Regions from separate parts of the Aedes aegypti genome. Here region 2 is linked to region 1. The links are chromatin contacts, called in public Hi-C maps. All regions are on one chromosome and are shown on one strand. The core of a region is the stretch at or near the end of the contact, and the rest is flanking DNA. Distances in the headings are between cores, read along the strand shown.

Region 1 (5,712 bases), core at 439-2,938:
CGCTCCGAATTGTAAATTTATCCGATTGGTCACTACCAGCAAGCAAGCAATTTGATCGATTTTCAACGGGAACGGTTGTCGGATTCTCCAGCCTTGTGCACTTGAAAATTCAAAGTTTGGCTTCGTTTTACAATCACCTTAAGTATTTCTTTCCTTTGCATGTTTCGGGTTTTTTTAAATTATCGATCTTGTGGTTATGTATGGTTTTGTCACATATTTCATATAGAACTTTAAATAACTAACAATTGCCAAAGGAAATCTTTTCTCTATGAAATGTTTAAAGATCAGGAAGGGTTACAGTACCTGTTATTTTAATTTATTTCAAATTATCGATTTTAATGAAAATTATCAACGCTAAGTTTTCATTTTCTTTTTCTATTTATTTTTCTTCCTTAAACTATGAGGATGCTCGAATTTTCTGTCAATGTGGCGAAATATTTTATAACTGCTTTTATGATCTTTTGTTACAGATAAACAAAGCTAAGCACTACAAATTTAAATGACGGCCTATTTCGTCTTAACATATGTAATGTAATGCAATGTTCGTGAAATAGTTGATGCATAGTATACTGTGAAGTTGCTGAAAACGTTTTAAATTAATTAATGTATATCCCGCATTGGAGGGATATATCTGGTCACTTCATTGTAATTACAATATAACACCAATAGAGTAATGGATGGAGCTAATAATCGTTTCGTTATAGTTACAGTAACCGTTACGGTCATAGTACCGTAATAAGTGAAACGTAAAGCACACCGATTTTGCGGCCAACGACAGGCCAAAAATGCACTGTCAATAAGACACGAATGCTCCTCTATCGACACGAAGCGTGTACAACGTGGTAAACTGAAAAATGTAACTCGCATCTCACTGATATTCTACCCTGGCACAACAAAACCGCGAATGACGCCCTTGGTATGTCTGAACTCTGAAGCGCAAACCAATTTCATCACCCTCTACGCAAACGAAAAACGCTTCACTAGCGCTTCGGGGCGGGACTGATTCGATTCGCGCGCGCTCTAGTTTGTGACTTGTGAGCATCTTTTCGAATGCGCCTGGTACCAGGCTCACACACCTCGAGCTCGAGCTACCCGTAAAACAACACGCTTGCAGTCTTGTGAGTGGAGCGCGCGCATCACGGCACCAAGTCGGTAAACGGGTTTCGCGCGTAAATTTCATAATTCCCTACCAGGGTCACAGGAACGTGGGGAAGGCAACTCGCACCTATAAAAAGTTCCGGCGGCGGCAAATCCCACGCCGACCACACGACTGTGGCACTGTGCAATCAGGCAAGAGAGCAGTCGTCGTCACGTTTTCGTCACGTCATAAGATTCTCTTTTCTGATAGGATCGCAGACCCGGAAGAGCAACCAGACGGGTGGTTACAGACAAACGGTGCACTAAGGAATATTTTATGAATCCAGCTGGTCAAAAGTCATTTTTAAAAATCCATCAGATTTCAATATATATATATAGGGTTAATCACAAATTAATGCACGGTTAAGTGAGCAACGTCAGTAATTTGGCTGTCAAATATGTCAGTATCCCTTGAACTTAAACTGAATTTCGCTCAAAAACCAGCAAATATTAGATTTCCTATCGAATTTTGTGCGACTGGCACATTGTGATTACGGTAAGCTGCCAATGAAGAGCTTCTGGTGGCGATTTTCAACGTGGGATCCCAATACGTGGCCAACACACGCGCCACTGCCTTGACGGTGATTTCAAGTTCAATATCACTGGAAAAGTGGTGCGAGGACGCGGTCAAGGAAACAACAGTCTCCGTCTTTGAACGGGAGACCCTCGCAAACCCGTAGTATGACCGTGAGCCACTTTAGCAGGGATTTTTTGTTTCACTTTCGTTTTCTTGTTCCTACCGTCGGGTAGACACTTGCCAGGCAAACATACCGTCCGGAGAGGCGACTTTATGGTCCGTTTGCACTTAAACAATGACATGGCAATGTCCTTGGATGGAAAACGGTCGTCTGCACCAGGGTTCGATGCGCAGAAGAGGCGAACCCCGTCGAGAGGGCAGTCAACTTTAGTCTCCTCCCCCGTCGCCGCGACGGCACGCCATCGAAGCGTGCTTACGCTTGTGGACGGACGGACGGGTGTTTGCCCATTCATAACGGTGAAGACTGCGCTTAGGAGTGAATGAGAAAGTAAATGTGTACTTTCGTTGCATTCGACATTACACACATTATTTGTGGTCACATGCAACATTAACAATAATAATATTGTGCACCGGGACTTGTGACGTTACTGTATGCAAAAGTATACATAATTATATTTTGATTAAAATAAATTTGCATTTCAATAAATTTCTTATGTATTATTTATATGAGAACAGATGTTATATTCACTGAACACAACAACATACAAACAGGCGTAACACAGAAGAAATTCCTATCGTCCACTCATTCAACGATAATTTCTATTTTCTGAAATTGGTGATTTGACGTAGGATTACTTGGGTCGTTATAAATTCCGCATCAAGTTTAGATAAAAACATTTGAATCCAAATTATAGTTTTCAATGTAGATTTATGTACATATGAAATTTTAGTATATGTATATTAGAGCTTTGAAAAAAACCAGTGACTCTATTTTTTTCATTAAATAGCGTTTGTATTGGATCGTACAAGCGGTCCCGATATTGTAAACGTAAAATTCATTGTCCATTTATTCATATCTAAACTGAAATTATTAAATTTTTATGATGCCGATTCATCCAAAATTTTGGTGATATAATCTTTCTACTTCCGCTTTTATCGACTACCGACATCGAACTGAGAGGATAGTATTGAATATAAGTAGAAATTTTCCAATGAACTCTAGACCAGACTATAGCTTAAACGAAGAGAAGAGGATGTTTCAGTAATCAAATGAACACTTATTGATCCTTGTTACATTTTGAACCTTGTTGAAAGTGACAGTTCGACACTGCAATTTTCTACCGAACTGTCAATAGCTGAACAGTTAGATAAATTTTCGGGCCTAAATATATCGCAATCTTTAAATATATGTTTTGATATTCATATTGAAGTCGCTTTGACTACTGATAATTTGATGAATAAGTTTGATCCTGTCCTGATATTTTTTAATCCGAATGCAAATCTAATTTTGAGGCTTCCAAAATATCGTCCTCAATAATGTATATTTTTTGCAATTCCGTTGCATATCGACTAATTTTTTATCACCAAGTTGAACAACATAACGGCCTGCTTTTCTTACCGAAAGAAACAATGCTGACAAGTTGTACTTTTCAAAAATGTTTTGAGAGACTTCAACCAAAAATCTAAGTCTCTTCATGTTGTTGCATCTGATTCTATACCCGTTGTACGATCCGGATCCAACACAGGCTGGCAATGCTGATTGGGATCGGATCGTCTGTCTTCAAAATTGAACATTCTTAGATCTGTTTAATATCGATGAAAGCGACAAAATCAGAGTTGCTCGCTGTCACTATCAATGCTTAATATTGGCTGATTTGTACAGGCCGACTGCGATACAAATCAGATCATTCCATATCACATCAACATCATGCTGTCTACTTCATCACCAGTGCATTGATGGTGATAGACTATGGATATCACTGATGGGTTGAATTTAGCTTTAAATTAAGCAGATAAAATGGAAATTTATCAATACGATATTTTTGACAGTGTTGCAGATAGATTGAAACTATGTGTTGGTCACTGAAAAACAATAATAGCAGACACCCATCGTTAAAATTCCAATTTTATGTCACTGATCGCTAGTTTTCGATGCAACTTAAGGGTGGTCCTTTCGGTTTTCTCAAATTGGTGGATCCTGGCTAAACAGTTTGCGAAAAAGCCCATATTTTGATAAATCTTGGGTATTTCTTTACGTGATATGTCTCATATTTCCCTTGGAACACATAGCAAAATTAGTGGCATCTTTTTTTTTTTTTAAGGCACTCCGTGCTCGTGGCCACTACTGTGCCGGACTCAGTTGATCTTGTAGCTTCTTTACCGATACAGATATATTTTCAACTTATCTATATTTACATCTAGTTTCACTCTCTCCTACTCTTTTACTCTCACACCGAACAGGTAGGAGAGAGCTCTGCTATTAGTGAGGCTAGCTGCCTGTGAAGAGGGTCAATTTGTCTCAGTCACCATCTGATACTGACGGAGGATGGATGTGCTCCCTAAAGCACGGTCCTCCGTGAGGCGTCTTCTGGTGGCTGGACGGTTTTTTTTTGTGGAGGGGCTGGGAATCGAACCCATGACCTTCCGCTTATGAAGCGAAAGCGTAACCTCACGGCTACATACCCCCCTTAGTGGCATCTTATAGAGAATGAATATAGCTTTCATTTAAAGTTAAAAAAATGACCGCCATCTTGAATTTTGTTAGAAAAATCGATTTTTCACCATATTCACCGCTCGTTTTGAATCCTGAGATCACCATCAGAAAGCTGAGGAAAAATTGCGTAAGATAGGCTATACAAATTAGGTGAGCAATGGATATAGCTGGGATATAGCTGATATTTAAGGCAAATTGACAAAAATGTTGACAAAAGTCAATAAGCCCTAAATAAAAAAAGTAAAAATATGTGCAGCTAAATTTATCACGATCCCTTAGTTTACATCCTAAAATACCATTAAAAACAAAGTTTAACCTGGGACAAAAAAGTATGGGATGTGTAATGTTTCGATAAAAATCGAATATGTTTTTTTTTCAGTGTAGTCCTCTCATTTACCTGAACAAAAGTACAATTTTTTATTTCAATTTTGTTTTTCCCAGAAAGCTTTTTGAATGAGCTTCCAAACGCTGTATAAAGATATGTAAAATAATATTACGATTTTGCAGTATATTTCATACAACGTATACCTTGTATTTGCAATTAATTCTTTGTTTTTATCAAATCTTCAACTTTAGCGTACTGTATCAATGAACTTACAGAAGATTTTGCTCTAAAATTCCAGGAGTATCCTAATACATGTGTTTATTATGGAATAATGTACAAGAAGAACCTATCAGAACATGTCATATTTTCTATTATTGGCTGCGCACGCGAAAGCACAAGATATTCGCCCTAAAAACCTGGCGAAAACAACTGAAGTTTCTCCCAAGGTCTTATATCAGCAATAGTGGTGCAGGTCACGGTTATATCTTTACATTACAATGGCACGCTAAAACTGACAACGGAAGCCTACCGGAGCTATACGGACATCCTCTAGGTAAATGTGTTACTTCAACTCCTTCGTCAAGTTATGGTACCGTAAAACGGGGTAACTTTGATAGTTTTTTCGAAGAAAACTAGAATATTTTTACATGCTGTTTCAAAGAATCATAATTTATATTTTTAATACAAGTGCTGGTAACCTAGCTTTCGAATACAGTTGATAGATTGCCAAACTATTTGTTTTGAATGGGTATATAATTTACCATATAATCGAAAGTCAGTTTTCTGTAAGTAGATGAAAAACCCGAATTTAGTACTATACCATTTAATTCCACTAGAGTTTGTACGCGTATCTGTCAAAGGATACAAACTCTAGTGGAATTAAATGGTATAGTACTAAATTCGGTTTTTTCGTCTACTTATAGGTATTCTACTAAACAGCTCGAAGATTTATTATCAGTTTTCTGTGTTATGGGGTATCTTTGATAGCGGATCGAACAAAATTGAATGAAATACGTAACATTTGTAGGGCATCGCATACCTTAACGCGTTTAACGTTAT
Region 2 (5,420 bases), core at 720-3,219, 45 kb before region 1:
AAATATTGTTTAATTAGAATTACTTAGAATTCACTTCAGCATGCTGAACAAGCCTCAATCACTACTGTTCTGTCCAATGCTACCATATATTTCGTAGGAGGTTATTAATATAATTCCAAAATGATCATACAACCTGAAGTGAAATTTCACATTTTCATAGATAAATATGACGAATTCATCGGATAAAGATAATGTATATTTGGGACATGATTAAACGTACACTTGGCTGCAAATCGTTATATGCATAAATATTTACGAAATTTTTGAGCACTTAAAACAGTATGGAGTCAAAACGAGCAACAAGAACTACATCAAATTCAGTTAAATTAACCATCGTGGTCCTACGTCACCAGTTCGTACAACCTCATAGGGATGTACCCTTATAGTTTTTCAAGCAACCCAACAATAATGTCAGCGTCATTTCATCCACGGTTACTTTAAAAAAAAAAAATCAAAAAAATCCTCGTGTTGTTATTCGAGAAAATCCATTAAGAACTTTTCAAAAAATTCATCAAATTTGACCCTGTGTTTGATCATGAAGTTCCTCTAGATTTATTTCTAGGAATTTCACCAGAACTTCAACGAAGAATTACAACTGTAGTTCTTCCAAACATTTCTCTAAAAATCCCATGGAGTCTACAAAAGTTTATTTAAGGTTCCATACTAATTTAATCTGCAGCAGATTTCCAAAAATTCCTCCTACACATTTTTTAAGGGGTTCTGTCCGATGTTTTTCAAGGAGTTAGTTCAGAAAATGGTGCAGGCTATTATCTCAAGATTTGATTGATTCTTTTTCTTTTTCAATCATTCTGACAATTTAACTAGAAACACTTCTAAAATTTTCTCAAGGATCTATGAGTTCTTCTAGTAACTCTTATTCATCAAGGGTGATTTTAAAATTTACACAAGTTTCATTAGAGATTACTTGATAATATGCTTTAGTAATACCTCTCGCATGTTTTCTCAAATTTTTGAAAAATTCCTGGAAGAATACTTGGACAAATCTTTAAAGACTTCCTTGAGAAATCTTAAAGAATTACTATAGGAATTTCTGAAGAAATCTTCGAGTAATTCGAGTAATTGAGATTTTAACTAGGAATGCTCCCAAAGATATATCCATCTTTAGAGACATTCCTAGTTAAAATCTTAAAAAAATTAAGAAAAATAATTTTGTCGACAATCGATCATTTTCATCATTCTTTCAGTTCAGTTCAGTTCTCCAAATCTTGAAAATTGTTCGAATTGATGGTTCTAATTTTGAAGCCACTGTGAGACAATGTGATGGATTTTACTAAGGTGGCGCAGATCATTGAAGCGTGCCAATAGTTCTCTCTTTCATTCTCCCGCTGTTCTTATGCAGCGCAAATAGTGACGTCACTATTTGCGCTGCATAAGAACCGCGGGAGAATGAAAGAGAGAACTATTGGCACGCTTCAATGATCTGCGCCACCTTAGTAAAATCCATCACATTGACTGTGAGATGCTTGCCTTCTCGGAAAGGTGCCGCTGCAGTGCGCATTCGCTCCGCTTCGACACCGACGATGAACGAAGGATTCGAAGGAGTTCAAATTTAGCGAAAATAATCGCACCACTTTCATAATCACCTGACGACGACGTTGGTCTCCCGCTGCGATGCTACCAGGCGCACTGACTCGCTAGCGATTGCCCCTTCGGAAGAAATCGTTCGTTCCGTTCCGTTTTAGTAGGAGAAAATGCTCCTCCGCTACTCAAAAGTGCTTACGTTGTTTAAGGGAGTGGGTAGGGGGAGGAGAAAGCCAACAAAGTTAGGGGTACTCAACAAAAGGGTGCATACAGTGTAAAGAGAGGTGGATAGAGTGCTCAAAAACCGAATGAAATTTTGATTTGGTGATGGAAGTCATCGAAAACGGCAACTGTGCGCAATCAATTTCGCCTCCGTGTGGTGCTGGCAGGGATCCATTTTTCTTTGACCACCACTAAACTCGATATGTTGGGCATGGGAGAACAGTTTCTCGAGGAGGTAAGCAGAATGGTGAAATGTTACTAAGAATGTACTAGTGTTGGGAAGTATTGCGATTGCAGTTGTAAATATATGCAAAATTTCAATGATTTTAAATTGGATATTTAGCTACATATACACACACTTAAATTATGAAGAGTTCATCCAACAAACCTTTTTGCTGAGTTCATCTCTTGAAGCTTGTTAATCTTATGATCATATTTTGTCGATTCAACAATCATGATTTGCCAGACAAACAATGATGTTATTCAATTCAACCAACAGCAAAACTTGTCATTTATTGTAAAATATATAGTGTAGCAACAAAAAAAACATTGCAGCTTGCATATGATAAAATTTGTAAGGAAATTTTTATCACAATTTCTCAATTTAGCATCGATAACAATTTCACCCTTTTTAAAAAGCGTGATAAGGTTGAAGCAAACATTGAAGTACTCGGTTCGATTAGATTATTAACTAATGCATCGATCACTAATAAGAAAGTCATGCACAATCTTCGACCTGGCGGCACTCGTGGCCATGGCAAAAACATTTCACCCCTACTTTGAGGAGAAGCAACCTATCGCGTAGCGTTTCACTTTCTCTCGGTCTCCAACCCTGGTAGGCATTGTTCATTTCATACTCTCACGCTTACGCTGATGGTCACAGTCGTTGCGCCGCCGATGTTCGTTCGGTTCTTACCACGCCTCCAATCTCCATGAAGCGGAGAAACTTCAGCGGCTGCAACAAATGTGGTGTGACGGGTGTGTGACACATGCGTGCAGCACATCACCGGAGGCGTAGAGGGCAAAAGAGTCAGTTCGGCCGTAGCACTATGGGCGATCCAGGTGGCCAATAATTCTGAGGTTTTTCTGTACATCATTCCTAAACACTTCTATTGAGATAATTCTGAAAAGTATACGCTGAATAAAATTTACTGGATAATCAGAATATATACAATGATCTTTATACACTGTTTGATCACTGATGAACAACTGTGAGCATTCCTCGTATCCTTAGTGTAAAGTGCATGTCGCCCAACTTCATTTCCATTGATAGGTAGTGAAGTATCGATTTCTGTACAATTCTTGTTTTGATTCTTAATACATTAATGGAAATATATAGTGCGATAAAAGGGCCAGCTATTAACACCCTTCATAGAGACTTACATCTTAGCGAATTCATGTCTCTTATCGAACATTTGAGTAAAATAGATATAATTTGGGAAACACTTGCCTGCAACAAGAACTTTGTTTATTTAACTTGAATAATATAATTTTCAGGACACTTCATCATAGACAAAAAGATAAGACTCCATATATTCGCATCATGGGCTGAAAGCTTATTGAAAAAGCTCTCAGAAAGACAAAATAATAGATAGAACTGTACTTGAACATGTGAGAACTACTCATAAAAAAAATGTTTTTTATAGACTTTTTTGTCTCATGTTGTCCTAGGCTTACATATATTCCCAAGACTTTATTTAGTTAATTATTGTAACAGCACAATATAAAACGTAAAAACACAACACAATATATAGTAAAATTATCAAAACAATATATGACATTATATTGTTTCGAAAATTTCACTGTATGGTATATGAGTTTTTTTAGAATTTGAAATACGGATTGTTAAGTATAATGGCAAATATTGGTATTTGCTCAAACTTAGCTTAATAAGAAAAGATTTTGAATTTGGTATGAATTGTTCTCCAACTTAACAAATTGTTGAGAAGTAGAAAAAAAAGAATGATTTCATGGTTTCAGAAAAATGTACGCTAGGCGTTTGAAACATCAAAATGTTTGCATTGTTTTACTTTAGCGATACTTATCTAATTGATGATACATCTGTATCAAAATAGCATTGTAAGAATCAGAATTGATGGAGTTTCCGAAGTATCTTTAGTATGCCAAATTATCATCCGGTCCGGTCTGTCTGAACACCAACCAATTATTGTTCGTTTTGTTGACGAATAGATTTTTTTTTAGGCACTCCGTGCTCGTGGCCACTACTGTGCCGGACTCAGTTGATCTGTAGCTTCTTTATCGATACAGTTCTATTTTTAACTTAGCTATATTTACATCTAGTTTCAGAGGAGAGAGCTCTGCTATTAGTGAGGCTAGCTGCCTGCGAAGAGGGTCAGTTTGTCTCAGTCACCATCTGATACTGACGGAGGATGGATGTGCTCCCCAAAGCACGGTCCTCCGTGAGGCGTCTTCTGGTGGCTGGACGCGTTTTTTTTGTGGAGGAGCTGGGAATCGAACCCATAACCTTCCGCTAATGAAGCGAAAGCGTAACCTCAAGGCTACAGACCCCCCTAACGAATAGATTGTCGTGCACATTTTCTACGTGGGGAAATACATACTCACACGTTAATTTATATGGCAGTTTAGTAGAAGCACTCACCTTGCATTCAATGCACAATCCAACAGTTTGCGTTAAATGTTGATGTTGTTAGCTACGACGCCTTTCAATATATGACAAACTTAGTGGGAGAATATTTTGGTGGGACAAAATTTTTTACGTGTGAGTCTATTGGAGGGCAAAATCCTCAATATTTTTACTAAAATATTTTTCGCCCAATATTTCTTGCTCTTTGAACAAAGTTTACTTCTGCCCGGCATGCTGCATATAAAAAAGCAACAGTGCTATCTTATTTTTTTTCTATCTTATTGAAGATAGGGCATTGAAACTACAAAAAATAATCCACCAATCTTCGATACTAGGTAACTCTAGTGATTTATACATTTACGATTAATTTGATAAAAAACCATTTAATAACGTCTGCCAAAAAAGTGAAATAAGGAGCGTGTATGGCTGTCCGTTTCACCGATTCGTTTAACCCACCGTCGGTCGCCCTAGTGTACTGAGTACACGCACTTTGCGAAAACTCGAAAAACACGTTGAAAACCCCTTCAAATTGATACGGGTGTTGGTCCTATTCTAAGATCTACTCTTCTTCTTGCTTGTAGGGAAGAAATTTTTCGAAAAAATCAACGAAAAGTATTCGAAAACTTTTTAATTTAAAGTTTTAAAGTTTTTATGCGTGTACTCCGTACACCAGTGCGACCGCTCGTGTAACTTATTTTTTACCGGGCCCGTCACACGAGTGGTCGCATCGTGTACTGAGTACACGCGGGGCATTTTGATTATAAATCTAAAGCTAGGCAAGATAGAGCATTGATGTCTTCGGCATATTTCTTCAGTTCAGCGGTACCAATCGGACAGTGGACAAATGAAACTTTGAAAACATCCTCACCCTTCAGTGGCCATCAGAATGTGTCCCGGGGGAACCGATGAAGTGGACATATCGCAATGCAACATCTCGAACACAAATATCTCAGGATCTAGATTTTTTAGCAAGATGGTGTCTTCGGCAAAGTTGTTCAGTAGATCAAGGACTAACATGTGATAGGCTGCTTGTTTCGGAAATCTGTCACCA

What was found. Hi-C and Micro-C count contacts between places; a contact is called where the count stands out from the background.
Region 2: a contact with region 1 is called in a Hi-C map of whole pupa, with 2.8 times the contacts expected there. The contact joins two enhancer-like sites. A contact is called at or near these places in 2 of 2 Hi-C or Micro-C datasets (whole body and whole pupa).

Annotation. Positions count from the first base shown.
Region 1 is chr3:18,230,112-18,235,823 of AaegL5.0, reverse strand. No RefSeq gene overlaps it. Among protein-coding and RNA genes, the nearest start is that of LOC5569398, 23 kb to the right of the region's middle. Within about 2 kb of position 1,688, at least 3 of the 3 cell types and tissues checked have open chromatin away from gene starts, as enhancers often do.
Region 2 is chr3:18,275,545-18,280,964 of AaegL5.0, reverse strand. No RefSeq gene overlaps it. Among protein-coding and RNA genes, the nearest start is that of Trnas-aga, 14 kb to the right of the region's middle. Within about 2 kb of position 1,969, at least 3 of the 3 cell types and tissues checked have open chromatin away from gene starts, as enhancers often do.